Linked DNA regions of Hordeum vulgare: region 2 is linked to region 1. Evidence: chromatin contacts called from public Hi-C data. All regions are on one chromosome and are shown on one strand. Each heading gives the region's core, a stretch centred on a gene start, on an enhancer-like site or on the middle of the called end of the contact. The rest is flanking DNA. Distances are from core to core; before and after follow the strand shown. Region 1 holds the start of LOC123449134. Region 2 holds the start of LOC123449135 (zinc finger CCCH domain-containing protein 15).

Region 1 (7,800 bases), core at 3,259-5,758:
ATCGTCTTTTAGAGTACGAAGGATGGTGAGCTACTCAGCAATGGAGGATGAGTTGTTGTCTGATGCGTGATTGGACGCATCCGTGGATTTCGTAGGCAAGAGCAAAGGGGAGACGTTCTGGCAGCAGGTGCATGAATTGTTTCATGCACGAAAGCATATTACGTCGTACAACATGTACATCATTCGAGAATGCAATGTGAGGCCGTTATCGTATCAGTGGTACGCTATCCGCACCAGCATCACCAAATATTGTGACGTGCTCCGTCAGCTGGAGGCAAGCTGGCCATTGCACGCGGCAAAGGAGAAGATCCTAAGTTTTGCTTCCTCTTGCTTAACTTGTTGATTGATTCGCTCACTCAATGTTGATTTACACATTATGTAGCCCGCACGCGTTGCCGTGATGTATCATGAAACAGAGGGACGGTCATTTACGTGCATACATTGTTGGATTAAGCTGAAGAAAAATACTTGTGGGAGAACATGGTCCGTTGATAAAGAACTTGTTCGGCATCCGGTTCATCTAGTTGAAATTAAGACATTAGTGTACTATACTTAATTTGCATGTTATGTATGGATGATCTGTGCTATCTTCTATCTGAATTTTGATGAATAACGGTCAGTTTGCATGAATTTTGTTCCATTGTTTAAATGCAAGTTAAAATATATACGGGCAACGTTGAATGACGGTCTTTCTGGTCTTTCCTGTCCACGAACTGTTTACTCCCGTGTGGTACTATTCCAAGCTATCAAGGCAAGTAGGCAACGCAAAGCTCCATTAAGGAAGAGGAGAGAGCAGTTGAGCAGCTGCACCATCAGCTTGGACCACCGGGGAGCATCATTCATCAGCCTCAGCTCGTCCTACCCATAGTAATAAGTAGGCAGCACCCAAACCCAACCGTCGTCGGCTCCGCGAGCTACAGGAGTTCCGTCGATGTCGCAGTTGGCACGTTGGTTGGTTGTCCCCTGCTGCATGCCGCTGCTTCGCCTTGGCGTACCATCCGCCGGCTCCGTGGCCGTGGGGCACGGGCACCCAACAAAACGTCCTCGCTTCCAAACGTTCCCAGAGTTCAGTGATGGAGCTTTTCATCATACCACAGCATATAAATATGGGGACTCTCGTTGACCACGTAGCAAATACAGTAGTAGCGTGGATAACATCGCCTCTCCGCCTTCATGCTACGGCCGACCGTCGTTGTCCGCCCGTCTACCGCGCGCGAAGAGCTGGTCAAAACGCGCTTCTCAAATACTGTACGTATCATATGCGAATACGCGCGTCTTAATTCGACCTGCAGTATAGCTAGTAGGAGCAAAGGTTATGTCTTATGTGTACGCATGCGGCCAGCCAGCAACAGCGACAGAAAAGGGCAAAGAACCGGTGGATATACAGTACGTGATTCATAAACTATGTACATCGCGTACACGCAGGTCAGAGAGAGACAGTGACAGGCCCCCGCCGTGGCTCTGCACATTCCAATTGCATTCACGTGCGCCACCAGTCCACGCTCCGATCGGCCTCAGCCCCAACGTATACCCCTACGGTCATTGCTCATGCTCAACGGAGTTAAGGCCAAATCGGCCATGTGATGTGAGCATTATGCACCTCCAACTTACTCCTCCTACTTTATACCAAGACAGATTGATCACCCCCGAGCAGTTGAGAGCTTTAGGTGCACATGCTGAAAAGAGAGCTGTGCGTTGCATGCCTACCATGGGGCGGGAGTTGGAAGACAAGGATATGACACGCACGATTGGATTGGACGGACCTGGCCCCGGAAAGTGACGCGACATTTGTGTTATCCTTAAGCTTTGCTTGCTTCCAACGCACGAAAAACCCATTGATCTGTGCAACAAACTTGACCGAGGACCCATTCCGGTCTGCTTGTGGTCCGATCGCGGATCGCCCCTACCAAATCATCCTCCAGGCCGGAGCAAGGATGGCCGCATCTGCATGCCACTGCCCTTTTCTCTCCAGCAATCGCACTCGATGATGATGATGATGATGAGAGCGAAAGGAACTTGTTCAAGAAACAAGGCTAATAAGATTCGAAGAAATGGAGTATATGAAACCAGGTCAAAGTCTCCGGTTCACGGAGACTCTATCTCTATGCATAGGGCCACATACTATGTGACAAGTACTGGTAGTACATATAATGTCATTTTATTTTATTTTCACCCATTGACAAGTTCTTTCATAAACATTTTGGGTGCGGTCCTCGGTGGCTCCGCGCGCGGGTGCGGCAAATTTTTGGGCTCATTCCCAACTGGGTGAGACACCAGGTGAATGCTCCAACCACTTCTTCCTCCGGAACTTATTAACTGATGATGACCACACGAACAAGGAGAGAACTGAAGACAACAACTGTCAGAGATTGCAGGAAGCCTCCAAGAAGTGGCTTCCAGAAGCCGCCAGCGGTTAGGTCAGGGCCCGATCACTGTGGACAAGCAAGCCAACGGACGACATTGCTGTTGCTGGCTTGTCCTCTTCGCCTTTCTTAACTCCAGCCGACGATCCATCCATCGATCCACACGCACTAATGCATGCGGCGAAATTCAAATCACCACCAACTAAAGCGCAGTACAGCCTTCTCCTTTTTTCTTCTCTCCCCGATTTTCGCAATGCGATCGACAGAAAGATATGGAAAATGCTGGGCCAAATTTCTGAAGATCCATCGACGAAAAAGAAAAGAAACCCAGAGGAGTGGCTTCAAGGGGAATTTTTGCAGAATTCTTTCCATTTTGTGCATTGTAAATTTGTACATCAAAGCGAACCAAAGGTGAACTAAGAAATGGATGGAGGAGGAGGGAGTTTGTTTCTCTTTCTTGTTTTTTCTCTACATTCATTGAGCAAGAATTAGGGCGATCAAACGATGGTGTGGCAGAGGCTGGATTTCCACTGCGACTGCCGCGACTCCACCCACGCCAAGAATCTGTACACCTTGCCGAAGACGCAGAGGAAGACGAGGCCGGCGACCAGGCTGTAGGCCGCCACCCCGACGGCGCCGCCCTCCGCGGCCACCCAGCCGACGAGGTACACGGCGTCGGCCGCCACCAACACCCACCCGACGCCCTCCAGCGCCGACCGCGTCCACGCGCTCAGCCGCTCCTCGCCGTAAATCCGGCACACCATCCTGGAGCAGAGCGCGAAGATGATGGCCAGCGCCGTCTTGGACAGGCCCCGGTACCGCATGGCCGTGCCGCCGACGACCAGCGGCTCCATGCGGCAGAGGCACGACGCGCACTCCCCGGAGAAGCGGGACCAGCGGAGCGCCTCCAGCCCCGTGTAGTAGGGCAGCACGACGGCGTCCAGGTAGAGGCTGGCGTGCAGCACCCCGGACACCGTGGAGGCCTCCAGCACCGCGTACCGGATGTCGCCGTCGGCCTCGTTCCGGAACGCCAGCGCCGACGCCTGCAGCAGCAGCAGCAATGCCGGGCCGAGCTGCGCGAGCGGGAACACGGCGTTCACGCGCTGCCCCTTGGCCAGCGCCAGCAGCACCAGCGGGAGCAGGAAGGGCCCGGACGGGACGAGGTACTTCCTCTTGACGCCCCTGACGCCCGCGGCGCCGCTCCGGGCAAGGTCCAGCACGGCGAAGGCCAGCGCGGCGACGAAGCAGTAGGCCGCGAAGGCGGCCACCAGCGCGCCGACGGCCGGGTGGTAGTCGCCGGGGTAGGAGCTGTCGCAGTAGTAGTGGTAGGGGCAGGTGACGAAGTCCGTGGTCTCCTCCAGCTGCCACCGCGTGCACTTGAGTATCTGCCTCGTCACGGCGTCGCCGCCCACCTGCAGCTGCTGCAGCTGCGGCGTCCACGCCGACCGGCCGAGGAGCGGCGACAGCATCTGATCATACGACATGGCAGCGTCTAGCTACCTACCTAGCACGCACGCCGGCGTCCGTCACCCGGCCGACGCCGACGCAGCGCCTGCTCTGCTCCTTCGTCTTGGACTTGTTGTCGTGTCAGCCAATATGCATTCCAGCATTTGGTGGCCTAATGATGGCTTGCTTTCAGAGGCAACTCCTCCTCCTCCTCCTCCTCTTACACCCTTTTTCTCTTCCCCCTCTCGGATGGATGGATGGACGGATGGATGTGTGTTTGTGTGCTGGAGTTGTTGCTTGTAGAAGAAATGAGGGAGTTGGAACTCAGAAAGAAACCGGATAGGGAAGGTTTAACTGGAGCCTCCTGAGAAACTTGCCATGCTTGCCCCTGATCTGAAATTTTAAATGGTCTCAAGAAAGAAAGATGTAGTAGTATGAGATGATGATATCATCAGCAAGGCTTTTGTGGCGGGGGCGTTTTGGTCATGTGGAGGTGATGGTTTGCTGTCACGGTGGTTGGGTCGAGGGAGAGAGTAGGCGGGGCTGATGGAGGGAAGGATTGTTTGACTTCCTTTGTACAATACAGCCCTGGTTGGTAGGCGAGCAACGAAGGACCAAGACAGACATCTGCTACGTTGTATGTTGTATATATATAATTTGGTGTACGTCCTAGTTCCTGTCTGTTAGCGGTAGTTAAAGTTTGTTGGGGGCTCGATAGCATTTGATTTTCTTTTCTTTTCTTTTCTTCAAAGTAGGCAGTTTGTTGGGGTGGTTTGGTGAGAATATGGGGCTCCTTCAGCATTAGTGTTAGTAGTTTACATGCATCATTGGCCATGCATGCATGATCAGCAATCGATTTAGCATCCAGCTACCTCGTCTTGCATTGCATGCACACGTTAGCTTTTTTCTTTTTCTTTTTGACCTTATAGTTCTTCATCGGCTTATACTCCCTCCCTCCGTCTGGAAATACTTGTCCTAGAAATAGATGTATCTAGACTCATTTTAGTTATAGATACATCTATTTTATACATTTTTAGGACAAGTATTTTCGGACGGAGGGAGTACAGCTTCTTCGTCATCCAGGAGAAATGGTTTATTTACATTACACGGGGCAGAGAAATGATGGTGCTATCATTCAGGACGCCATGGCAATGGCATCATCGACCAGGATCATTATATGTAAAAAAGAAAGGCATCATGAGGATATATCTTTTATCCACCGGTGTGCAGGACGACTTATTTGTCTGTGCTGGAATTATTTGGCGGTAGGTGTCCACAACTCACAGAGCCAGGTAGGCCATGATCTTCCCTTTCTTTACATGAGGAACGAGGACGGTCGTGGTGTCCCAGTCTATTGTTTGTGCTCTCCATGTCTCTGCTGAATCTACTGCTGCGTGCTGGTAAAACCTTTTCTTTCTTCAAAGCGGTCTTGTAAGGCAGCGCTGAACGGAGGCTACGATAAACGGAGTAGATATATCTCCATAGGTCACCAACCAACTCCTCAATTGGATGGATATCGTCGTGAGGGCAGAGCACAGCATGCGGCATGCATCATGTGGAAGGGTGCCGCTGCTTGTTTTAATATTCACCACCCTACGGCTACAGTGCAGCTTTGTTCCTCGTCTTCTTGCCAAACATGTGCTGATGCGCCAGCGAAACGGATAAATATAGGCTAGGAACGGCAGCTGCTCAGGATGTTGCACAAAGCTTTTAGATAATATAATCTGTGCGTCCAGGCTTCAAACAACACTGCGTTGGCTGCAAGGAGCAGTGATCCAAAACTTGGCGCAAGCCCAAAAAAAATTGGGAAAAGCTTTAAAAGAAAATTGGGGGAAAAACATAGGACCCTGTCTCTGAGAACGACTGCATGTGTATTGTGAAACATGTTGCTTGTGAAAGCCGTGGAGCCAACCGGAGAATGTTTCAACATCAGAAGAGTCGGCTAGCTGCTGCTTCTTCTTCTTCTTTTAGTCCATCGTCAATTGGCCAGGTCTGCTCTGCATCATGCTGCAGTGGCAAGCAACCTGTGGCACGAGCTATGTGCGCACGGCGCAGCAGCCAGCCTTGGCGGGTCAATATCTGCTACGGGGAGACGCCCTTTTGGACGAGCGAGTGATCCGGGAAAAATTTACCTGTCCGTCCGAGATCACGACATTCTGGTGCCGCGAAAGCCTTTTAGATTTTCAAGTACTGACAGACGGTATTGATTAGGATGTCTGCCTGGCTAACAACCGTAAGGTGTGAGTACCTTGCAGTTAGGCCGTATTCATTCAAAAGATAACACAAGATGCTCAAGGGGGCCGGGTCTGAGAAGAAGAGCGTCTCTCTCTCTCCGGATTTCTGCTAGCGAGGACGCCGTTTTGGTAAACCTATTTCATGATGGTCATGTCCATGTGTAGAATTGTCGAGTATTTTCTCTGCCACTCCTGCACTAGGGTCAAAGGTAGGAAGCGCAATTGCCTCTGCTCTGCAGGCATGGCGAAAGTGCCGTGGCCTTTCCGGGTCGGCAATGACGGGAGGGGATCGACAAGACGACGCATCATCTACAGGGAAGATGGTGAGCCCTGAAAGATACGTCCACTTTTTGATGCGTTATTGGGGGCAGGTGAATCCCAATTCCCAAGGGCCTACCGTGCATGTACGTGGTACAGCTTTCGCGCCAAATCAGGGACGCTGATCTAACGGATGAAAGCAACGCCGGCACAAGGCTTGAACCGTTGAGGCAGCAACCGGAGGCCCTACGGTGACTGGTGAGAGGGTTTGTCTGGTAGGAGTAGGAGGAGCATGATGCACTTTGGAGTTAATTGCAAAAGACTACCGCAATTCGTGTCGTATTTATAAGTTGGTGTTATCTTTCAATTTTTTTTAAATACGTACCAAGATACATGCCGTATTTTGCAGATTCTGTATTTATATGTATAGATGCTTTTTCTGACACATATGATCCACCGGTCAGTCTCTTATAGGAAAAACCGGTCCGGACCGCTTGAAAAACCGACTCTCTCTCTCTCCATCCGGACCGGACAGGCAAAAAAAAAAACCGACGTGCTCTTCCTCTTCTGTCGGTGCTGTACAAGTGGTCCAGGGCCGCGCGCCTCCTCGGCCGCCCCGCCCCGCCCATCCCCGACCTGCAGCCGGCGGCCGACGAGCTCGCCGCGCTGGTCCGCTCCGGCCTCGCCGGCCTGGCCTCCGCCTTCCGCCGCGTCGCGCAGGGCCAGCCGGGGTCCAGCCGCGTCTTGGCCTGCCTCGCCGCCTCCGCCGCCTGCAGCGCCTCCAGCTCCCGCCGCTAGTGTGCGTTGATGAGCCCGGTGAAGTAGGCCGAGTCGGCGTGCGTGGGCAGCTGCGCGACACGTCCACGATGGCCCACAGCCCGTCGGCGTGCTGCTTGCAGAAGCGCAGGAACGTCACCTCCCTGATCGGCACCAGCGGCGACAGCACCTGCAGCTCCGCGCGCATCTGCACGTACACATGGTCACCAGGGTGTCAGTACGTAGCCGGAGCGAGCGAGATCAAGTTAGGCTGGTCGCGAGGTGGAGCTAGGATGAAACGGGAGTGCATGATCACCAGTTGGATTGAGCCGCTGCGGGTGCCGCCCATGCCGCTCGAGATGATCTCCATCGTGCTCGCCCTCGCCACCACGCACGGGAACATCTCCGACCACCGAGCCTGCAGCATTGCACCGATCAGCTCTTGTGTTTCTGCATGATGCACCGCGCTAAGTATATAGTATGTTGATGACAATGGGCACCTCGTTCATGAGGCTGTTGACGAGGTCGACGCTGTTGATGATGGCGATGCCGACCTCGCGGGTGGCCTCGGAGACGTAGCCGGCGGGGCTAGGGCCGAGCACGCGGGCGAAGGCGCGCCGGTACTCGTCGTAGTTGAGCGTCTCAATCCCAATCTCCAGGCTGGGCTGCCACAGCGGGTCGTCCACCTGCGTCACCTTCACCAGCTCCTCCATTGCGGCCAGCCCGAGCTCGAGCAGCGCGTC
Region 2 (7,800 bases), core at 2,100-4,599, 410 kb before region 1:
TAGTACAACCTTTTGATGGTTCATGGCGGGTTGCGGGTGAGGGCCCAATTTAGCTCTCCTTGGAGACTTGGAGCAAAGTCTGCATAAATGCATGGCTGTCGTGTAGAGAACTTTTGTAATGTGACTCTGTATCGTCGAGAACCTCTTGAAGAAGTTGGAGGGATTCACTTGTTTTTTGCTGCAGGGAGAAAGGTTTGCTCCGAACTGAGCCCATCCTCAAGTTGGAAAACCAATTTTGCGCTAGCTATTGGGATGAGACAGAGGAGGAAAAGGTTGTACATTTCCATTGCGCCACCAGTGGGCTGCTTGAGCTTGCTCGGGAAAGCATTCTGCCGGATCTCCAGGACGAGGGGGTTGCAAGGTTTGCCTATTTGTTGACGACGTTGCCCCCCTAGAGAGTTGGCATCGCCAAATGCCAAGTGTAGTGCAAACGAATAGTACCGGTTCATTTTTTTTAAGTTGCGGTAAATGTGAGTGACACTTGAAGACCCACATCCATTCAGTACCAGCTCGAAATGATGAAACAAGCTTCTGCAATGCGACAAGAAGCTGAGATTTTGGTGGCTAATGGTAAGTAGGATCTAGTACAGAGCTAAAGAAACAAAACTGATTCCTGGATATTTCCCCCTCATTTCAAACAATACAATAACAGAAGAGAAGCTATCCTCCATGATACAAGCTACTACATTGTGCAACAGTCATCAAAGGTCCTGCTGCTTCTTGTCCTGGGCAATCTTCTTCCGGATCTCCTGCGCCGCATTGAAGATGCCAAGCGTCGGTTTATTGCAGACAAAGCACTTCTTGTTCTTCGAGTGATGCTGAAATCAACAGATGCCAGATGGTCAGAACTTAGTTGCAATATAAGCAACAATCATCAGCTGGGAACTATGAAACCTCTAGAGTTGTTTTCTTTGTACAATTACTCGGTAACTCTCGAGTAGCTAGATGAAATTCCGTAAGAAAAACACCTAATGTTTTTGTTAGTCAGTTTCCATGTGGATTAAATAAACCCTAGAATGTTGTACACAAAAGACTACAATTGATCCATGCACTTGTGCCACGTGGCATCCAATTGTATGTAGCAGGTTGTCTGCAGAATTTACGCTCCTAGACTCCTTGCTCACATTCTCTATAGATTTGGACTAACTATGCAAGCTCTGTGGATGCACTTCCTAGCATGTAGAGACTAGCGAATAAGTCATCTAACTATGCAAGCTCTGTGAATGCACATCCTCCATATAAAAGGAAAAAACTTATCAATTCTCAAGTATATTTTCCATATTCCCTTTGAATCACCTCTCTGTACAACTAATTTATTATTTGCACACAGGACAGGCCGTAAGATAGTCCTACGCAATCAAATCAAGCTCTTTAACTCCAACAGAAAAGGCGCACCAAGCGACTAATACCTCAATTATTAAGCGGCCATGCTTGGTACTCTCTGTCTGAACTAATATTTCAATAAAAATATTCATATCACACAGCTAAATATAGATAGTAAGGAGAATTTCTAAGACCTCACAAATCAAATATCATCTTGGATTTGACAGTCTAAATGTAATGCAGTGCTGCATGCTACATATGGCTGAAGCTTGAACCAACAAAACATTCAGCTAATATGGACGAAGAAATTGTTTCCACCACACTGCCATATATCCATAATCATATGTCGCTTTATGCAACATGGCAAGTTCATATATAGTTGGGAGGAATTCGCAATATTTCCAGAATTATAAGTCTTGTGCAAGTACTAATGTTTTTCAATAGTCCATGGTTCGAACTCAAACAATCATGGTTCCAAGTTACATTTCAATTATTAAGCAGCCATGCATGGTACTATCTGAACTAATATTTCAACTAAAAACATTCATATCGCGCAGCTAAATACAGATATGAAAACGAATTTATAAGAACTCACATATCAAATTGTATCTACTTGGACTTGACATTCTAAATGTAACGCAGTGCTGCATGCTATATGGGCCATATGGCTGACGCTTGAACCAACAAATCATTCAGCTAGTCCAAAAAAAAAACAATCAGCTAGTATGGACACAGAAATTTGTTTCCACCACACTGCCATGGATCCATAATCATATGGTGCTTTATGTAATATAGGGCAAGTTCATATTTATCTGGGCTGAATCTGCAATATTTCCAGAATTAAACTCGTGTGCAAGTGCTAATGTTTCAATAGTTCATGGCTCAAACTCAAACAATCATGGTTCCTTGTTTCATCTCTCTGTATATATATGACAAACTGTTAGCCTAGCTAAGCAAATAACCTAGATTTTCAGTACGACAAACTTATTGATTGCATAGATGAGTAGGCATAATTATCAGCACAAAATCAGAACAAATTGCAGGGTACCTTTAATGCGCAATGCTCGCAGAAATAATGCTTGCATTTTGTGACCACCGGGTCAACAAAGGGTTCCCTGCATATGAAGCAGGCAAAGGGCAGTGCCTCCTCGTCGTCGCTGTCTTCCTCTTCTGCCTCGCCATCACTACCATCCAACTCACGCATCGCTATGCGCCGTTTGCGGGCTTTCTCGGCCTCGTCCCACTCCCTCTCGAGCTGCCACCCAGACTTGTAGTCACCTCTGTCGTGCATGAACTTGCAGGAATCGCCGTAGCCACAATAGCCGGTCTCCTTATAATCCTTGCAGATGTCGGGTTGGTAGTCGAACCGCGTCGAGAGACGTATGTGCGCTGACGCCCGCAGGGGGCCGTGCGCGCCACCAGCCTTCTCTCCGGAAACCGTGTGCTCCCGCCGGAAGCCGGCCTTGTGATCCGTGTAGCCGTGGATCCCCTTGTAGAGCTCCCCGGTGGAGGAGGAGGCCGAGGGGTTCTTCTTGAGGGACTCCTCGGCCTGCTTGAGCTGTCGCTCGCGGATGGCGCGCGCATCACGGTCGTACGCAGTCTCCGTCTCCAGCGTCGCAGTGGCGCGGCTGTCGGTGGAGGACTGAATCGTCCTGGACGACTCGAACTGGAAACGGCGGGGCTCGTGTGAGTTGTCGGCGGAGGAGAAGAAGAGCTTGCTGGTAGTAGACGGCGGCTTCTTAGATCGCGCCGCAGCGATGGCCCCGGAATCGTCGCCGCCGCTACCTTCTTCGTCGTCGGAGCCGACGGACGCGGCGGGACGCTTCCGAATATTCTTCGGCGGCTTCCGAACAAAGTTGCACACCGGCTCCGAGCCGCCGGCCCCGGGCTCGCCGGCGCCGCCGTCGGACATGGGGGTAGGGTTAGTGGGTGGGGGGGGGGAGGGGTATGGATCGAATCGAAGAAGAGACGGGCCCGTCTTGTTCCGGCTCGTCCCTGGGCAGTGGACCCGTCGTTCCAAAGCTTGCTTGTAGTCGGCTCAGGCTCATGGCCAGGGACAAAAGTGAACACCGATAGAAATTGAGTCGGGCTACACCGGTCCAAGTAAGCCGCGTTCAACTGGGTCTCTACTGGGCCAAGTGAGCCGTGCTCAACTGGATATCTAGTGGGCCAAGTGAGCCGTGTTCAACTGAGTCTCTGATGGGCTGGTGCAGCGTGCTTACATGGTTTGTAAGCTTGTGAAAATTGACCAGTTCAATTCTCTCTCAAAGACTATCTTATTTTTTCAAACAGAAATATATTGTTCATCCGTTCATCAGTTTTGTCCACTCATGGAGCTCTCTTGTCCTTCTTGGTTGTACTCTTCTCCAACATGAATCTTCTCTGGTAGTTTCTTTGCTTTAGGAACATTTGACATTTCGCTCTCTTAGTTTTTTTTTTTTGGAGAGAAGGGTTTGCATGCATCGATAATTCATTGATCGTGTGCATGATGCACATATATAGATACATGGTGGACCGGCCTCTGCTTGTCTTTCAAGACATACACATATACGGAAGGGGGAGAGGAGGTAGGATGGTACAAATACAAGACCCTAGTCATATACACGTACACAAGACAATGTAAGTTCAACCCCCTCCCCCCCCCCCGCCCCCGAGTCGAAGCGTCAACGAAGACGTAGAGACTGGACAGAAACTCCTCAAAGACAGATGTCGGTAGTCCCTTGGTCATAACATCAGCGAACTGCTCAGCGGTTGGTACGTGAAGAACCTGAACACGTCCAAGGGCCACCTGTTCACGAACGAAGTGAATGTCGAGCGCAATCTGCTTTTTCGTCAATGCTGATAGGATTGGCGGATAGCTAGACGGCGGAGACGTTGTTGTAGTAGACGATCGTTGCCTTGTGAATATCACAAAGCAACTCCTGGAGCAACTGGGGAAGCTAGGAACACTCAGCCACAATATTAGCCACGTCACGATACTCCCGCTCAACAATCGAGCGAGACACCATGGGTTGTCGCTTGGACAACCACGAAATCAGCGAGGGCCCGAGGTAGACACAGTAGCCTAATGTAGAACGACGCGTGTTTGGACAACCATTCCAGTCGGCATCGGAGTAGGCAACAATGTGGTGTTGGGGAACGTCGCATGGGAAACAAAAAATTTCCTACGCGCACGAAGACCTATGATGGTGATGTCCATCTACGAGAGGGGATGAGTGATCTACGTACCCTTGTAGACCGTACAGCAGAAGCGTTAGAGAACGCGGTTGATGTAGTGGAACGTCCTCACGTCCCTCGATCCGCCCCGCGAACAATCCCGCGATCAGTCCCGCTATCTAGTACCGAACGGACGGCACCTCCGCGTTCAGCACACGTACAGCTCGACGATGATCTCGGCCTTCTTGATCCAGCAAGAGAGACGGAGAGGTAGAAGAGTTCTCCGACAGCGTGACGGCGCTCCGGAGGTTGGTGATGACCTTGTCTCAGCACGGCTCCGCCCGAGCTCCGCAGAAACGCGATCTAGAGGAAAAATCGTGGAGATATGTGGTCGGGCTGCCGTGAAAAAGTCGTCTCAAATCAGCCCTAAAACCTCCGTATATATAGGTGGGAGGGAGGGGGCCTTGCCTTGGGGCTCAAGGAGCCCCAAGGGGGTCGGCCGAGTCCAAGGGGGAGGACTCTCCCCCCCCCCCCCCCAAACCGAGTTGGACTAGGTTTGGTGGGAGGGAGTCCCCCTTCCTTACCACCTCCTCCTTTTTTTTTCTTTCTCTCTTGATTTTCTTCTCCTTGGCGCATAGGGCACTTGTGGGCTGTCCCACCAGCCCACTAAGGGCTGGTGTGTCTCCCCCAAGGCCTATGGGCTTCCCCGGGGTGGGTTGCCCCCCCCGGTGAACTCCCGGAACCCATTCGTCATTCCCGGTACATTCCCGGTAACTCCGAAAACCTTCCGGTAATCAAATGAGGTCATCCTATATATCAATCTTCGTTTCCGGACCATTCCGGAAACCCTCGTGACGTCCGTGATCTCATCCGGGACTCCGAACAACATTCGGTAACCAACCATATAACTCAAATACGCATAAAACAACGTCGAACCTTAAGTGTGCAGACCCTGCGAGTTCGAGAACTATGTAGACATGACCCGAGAGACTCCTCGGTCAATATCCAATAGCGGGACCTGGATGCCCATATTGGATCCTACATATTCTACGAAGATCTTATCGTTTGAACCTCAGTGCCAAGGATTCGTATAATCCCGTATGTCATTCCCTTTGTCCTTCGGTATGTTACTTGCCCGAGATTCGATCGTCAGTATCCGCATACCTATTTCAATCTCGTTCACCGGCAAGTCTCTTTACTTGTTTCGTAATACAAGATCCCGCAACTTACACTAAGTTACATTGCTTGCAAGGCTTGTGTGTGATGTTGTATTACCGAGTGGGCCCCGAGATACCTCTCCGTCACACGGAGTGACAAATCCCAGTCTTGATCCATACTAACTCAACTAACACCTTCGGAGATACCTGTAGAGCATCTTTATAGTCACCCAGTTACGTTGCGACGTTTGATACACACAAAGCATTCCTCCGGTGTCAGTGAGTTATATGATCTCATGGTCATAGGAATAAATACTTGACACGCAGAAAACAGTAGCAACAAAATGACACGATCAACATGCTACGTCTATTAGTTTGGGTCTAGTCCATCACATGATTCTCCCAATGACGTCATCCAGTTATCAAGCAACAACACCTTGTTCATAATCAGAAGACACTGACTATCATTGACCAACTGGCTAGCCAACTAGAGGCATGCTAGGGACGGTGTTTTGTCTATGTATCCACACATGTAAATGAGTCTTCATTCAATACAATTATAGCATGGATAATAAACTATTATCTTGATACAGGAATTATAATAATAACCATATTTATTATTGCCTCTAGGGCATAATTCCAACAGTCTCCCACTTGCACTAGAGTCAATAATCCAGCCCTCACATCACCATGTGAATTACATTGTAATAAATCTAACACCCATACAGTTCTGGTGTCGATCATGTTTTGGCCGTGGAAGAGGTTTAGTCAGCGGGTCTGCTACATTCAGATCCGTGTGCACTTTGCATATATTTACGTCCTCTTCCTCGACGTAGTCGCGGATGAGGTTGAAGCGTCGTTTGATGTGTCTGGTCTTCTTGTGAAACCGTGGTTCCTTTGCTAAGGCAATGGCACCCGTGTTGTCACAGAACAAGGTTATTGGATCCAGTGCACTTGGCACCACTCCAAGATCCGTCATGAACTGCTTCATCCAGACACCCTCCTTAGCCGCCTCCGAGGCAGCCATGTACTCCGCTTCACATGTAGAATCTGCTACGACGCTTTGCTTGGAACTGCACCAGCTTACTGCACCCCCATTAAGAATAAATACGTATCCGGTTTGCGACTTAGAGTCGTCCGGATCTGTGTCAAAGCTTGCATCGACGTAACCTTTTACGGCGAGCTCTTCGTCACCTCCATACACGAGAAACATCTCCTTAGTCCTTTTCAGGTACTTCAGGATATTCTTGACCGCTGTCCAGTGATCCACTCCTGGATTACTCTGGAACCTACCTGCCATACTTATGGCCAGGCTAACATCCGGTCTAGTGCACAGCATCGCATACATGATAGAACCTATGGCTGAAGCATAGGGGACGGAGCGCATATGCTCTCTATCTTCATCAGTTGCTGGGCACTGAGTCTTACTCAATCTCGTACCTTGTAAAACTGGCAAGAACCCTTTCTTGGACTGTTCCATTTTGAACCTCTTCAAAACTTTATCAAGGTATGTGCTTTGTGAAAGTCCTATCAGGCGTTTTGATCTATCCCTATAGATCTTAATGCCTAGAATGTAAGCAGCTTCTCCTAGGTCCTTCATAGAGAAACTTTTATTCAAGTAACCTTTTATGCTCTCCAAAAATTCTACGTTGTTTCCAGTCAGTAATATGTCATCCACATATAATATTAGAAACGCCACAGAGCTCCCACTCACTTTCTTGTAAATACAAGATTCTCCAACCACTTGTATAAACCCAAATGCTTTGATCACCTCATCAAAGCGTTTGTTCCAACTCCGAGATGCTTGCACCAGTCCATAAATGGATCGCTGGAGCTTGCACACCTTGTTAGCATTCTTAGGATCGACAAAACCTTCGGGTTGCATCATATACAACTCTTCCTTAAGGAAACCGTTAAGGAACGCCGTTTTGACATCCATCTGCCAGATTTCATAATCGAAAAATGCAGCTATTGCTAACATGATTCTGACGGACTTAAGCATCGCTACGGGTGAGAAAGTCTCATCGTAGTCAACTCCTGGAACTTGTGAAAAACCCTATGCCACAAGTCGAGCTTTATAAACGGTCACATTACCGTCAGCGTCCGTCTTCTTCTTAAAGATCCATTTATTCTGAATAGCTTGCGGCCCTCAGGTAGTATCTCC

Evidence for each region. Hi-C and Micro-C count contacts between places; a contact is called where the count stands out from the background.
Region 2: a Hi-C map of leaf shows a contact between it and region 1, with 8 times the contacts expected there. The contact joins the promoter of LOC123449135 here to the promoter of LOC123449134 in region 1. A contact is called at or near these places in 3 of 6 Hi-C or Micro-C datasets (leaf and seedling) and 1 of 1 datasets of contacts at active chromatin or transcription factors (embryo).

The regions. Positions count from the first base shown.
Region 1 is chr4H:497,319,208-497,327,007 of MorexV3_pseudomolecules_assembly, reverse strand. It overlaps LOC123449134, which reads right to left and starts at 4,508. Exons shown (of 1, transcript XM_045126232.1): 1 at 2,700-4,508. The coding sequence starts at 3,847. The coding sequence ends at 2,861. It overlaps LOC123449133 (homeobox-leucine zipper protein ROC6-like), which reads right to left. Exons shown (of 3, transcript XM_045126231.1): 1 at 7,558-7,800; 2 at 7,374-7,475; 3 at 6,642-7,265. The coding sequence ends at 6,762.
Region 2 is chr4H:497,724,072-497,731,871 of MorexV3_pseudomolecules_assembly, reverse strand. LOC123449135 (zinc finger CCCH domain-containing protein 15) reads right to left here and starts at 3,349. Exons shown (of 2, transcript XM_045126233.1): 1 at 2,372-3,349; 2 at 476-818. The coding sequence starts at 3,235. The coding sequence ends at 702.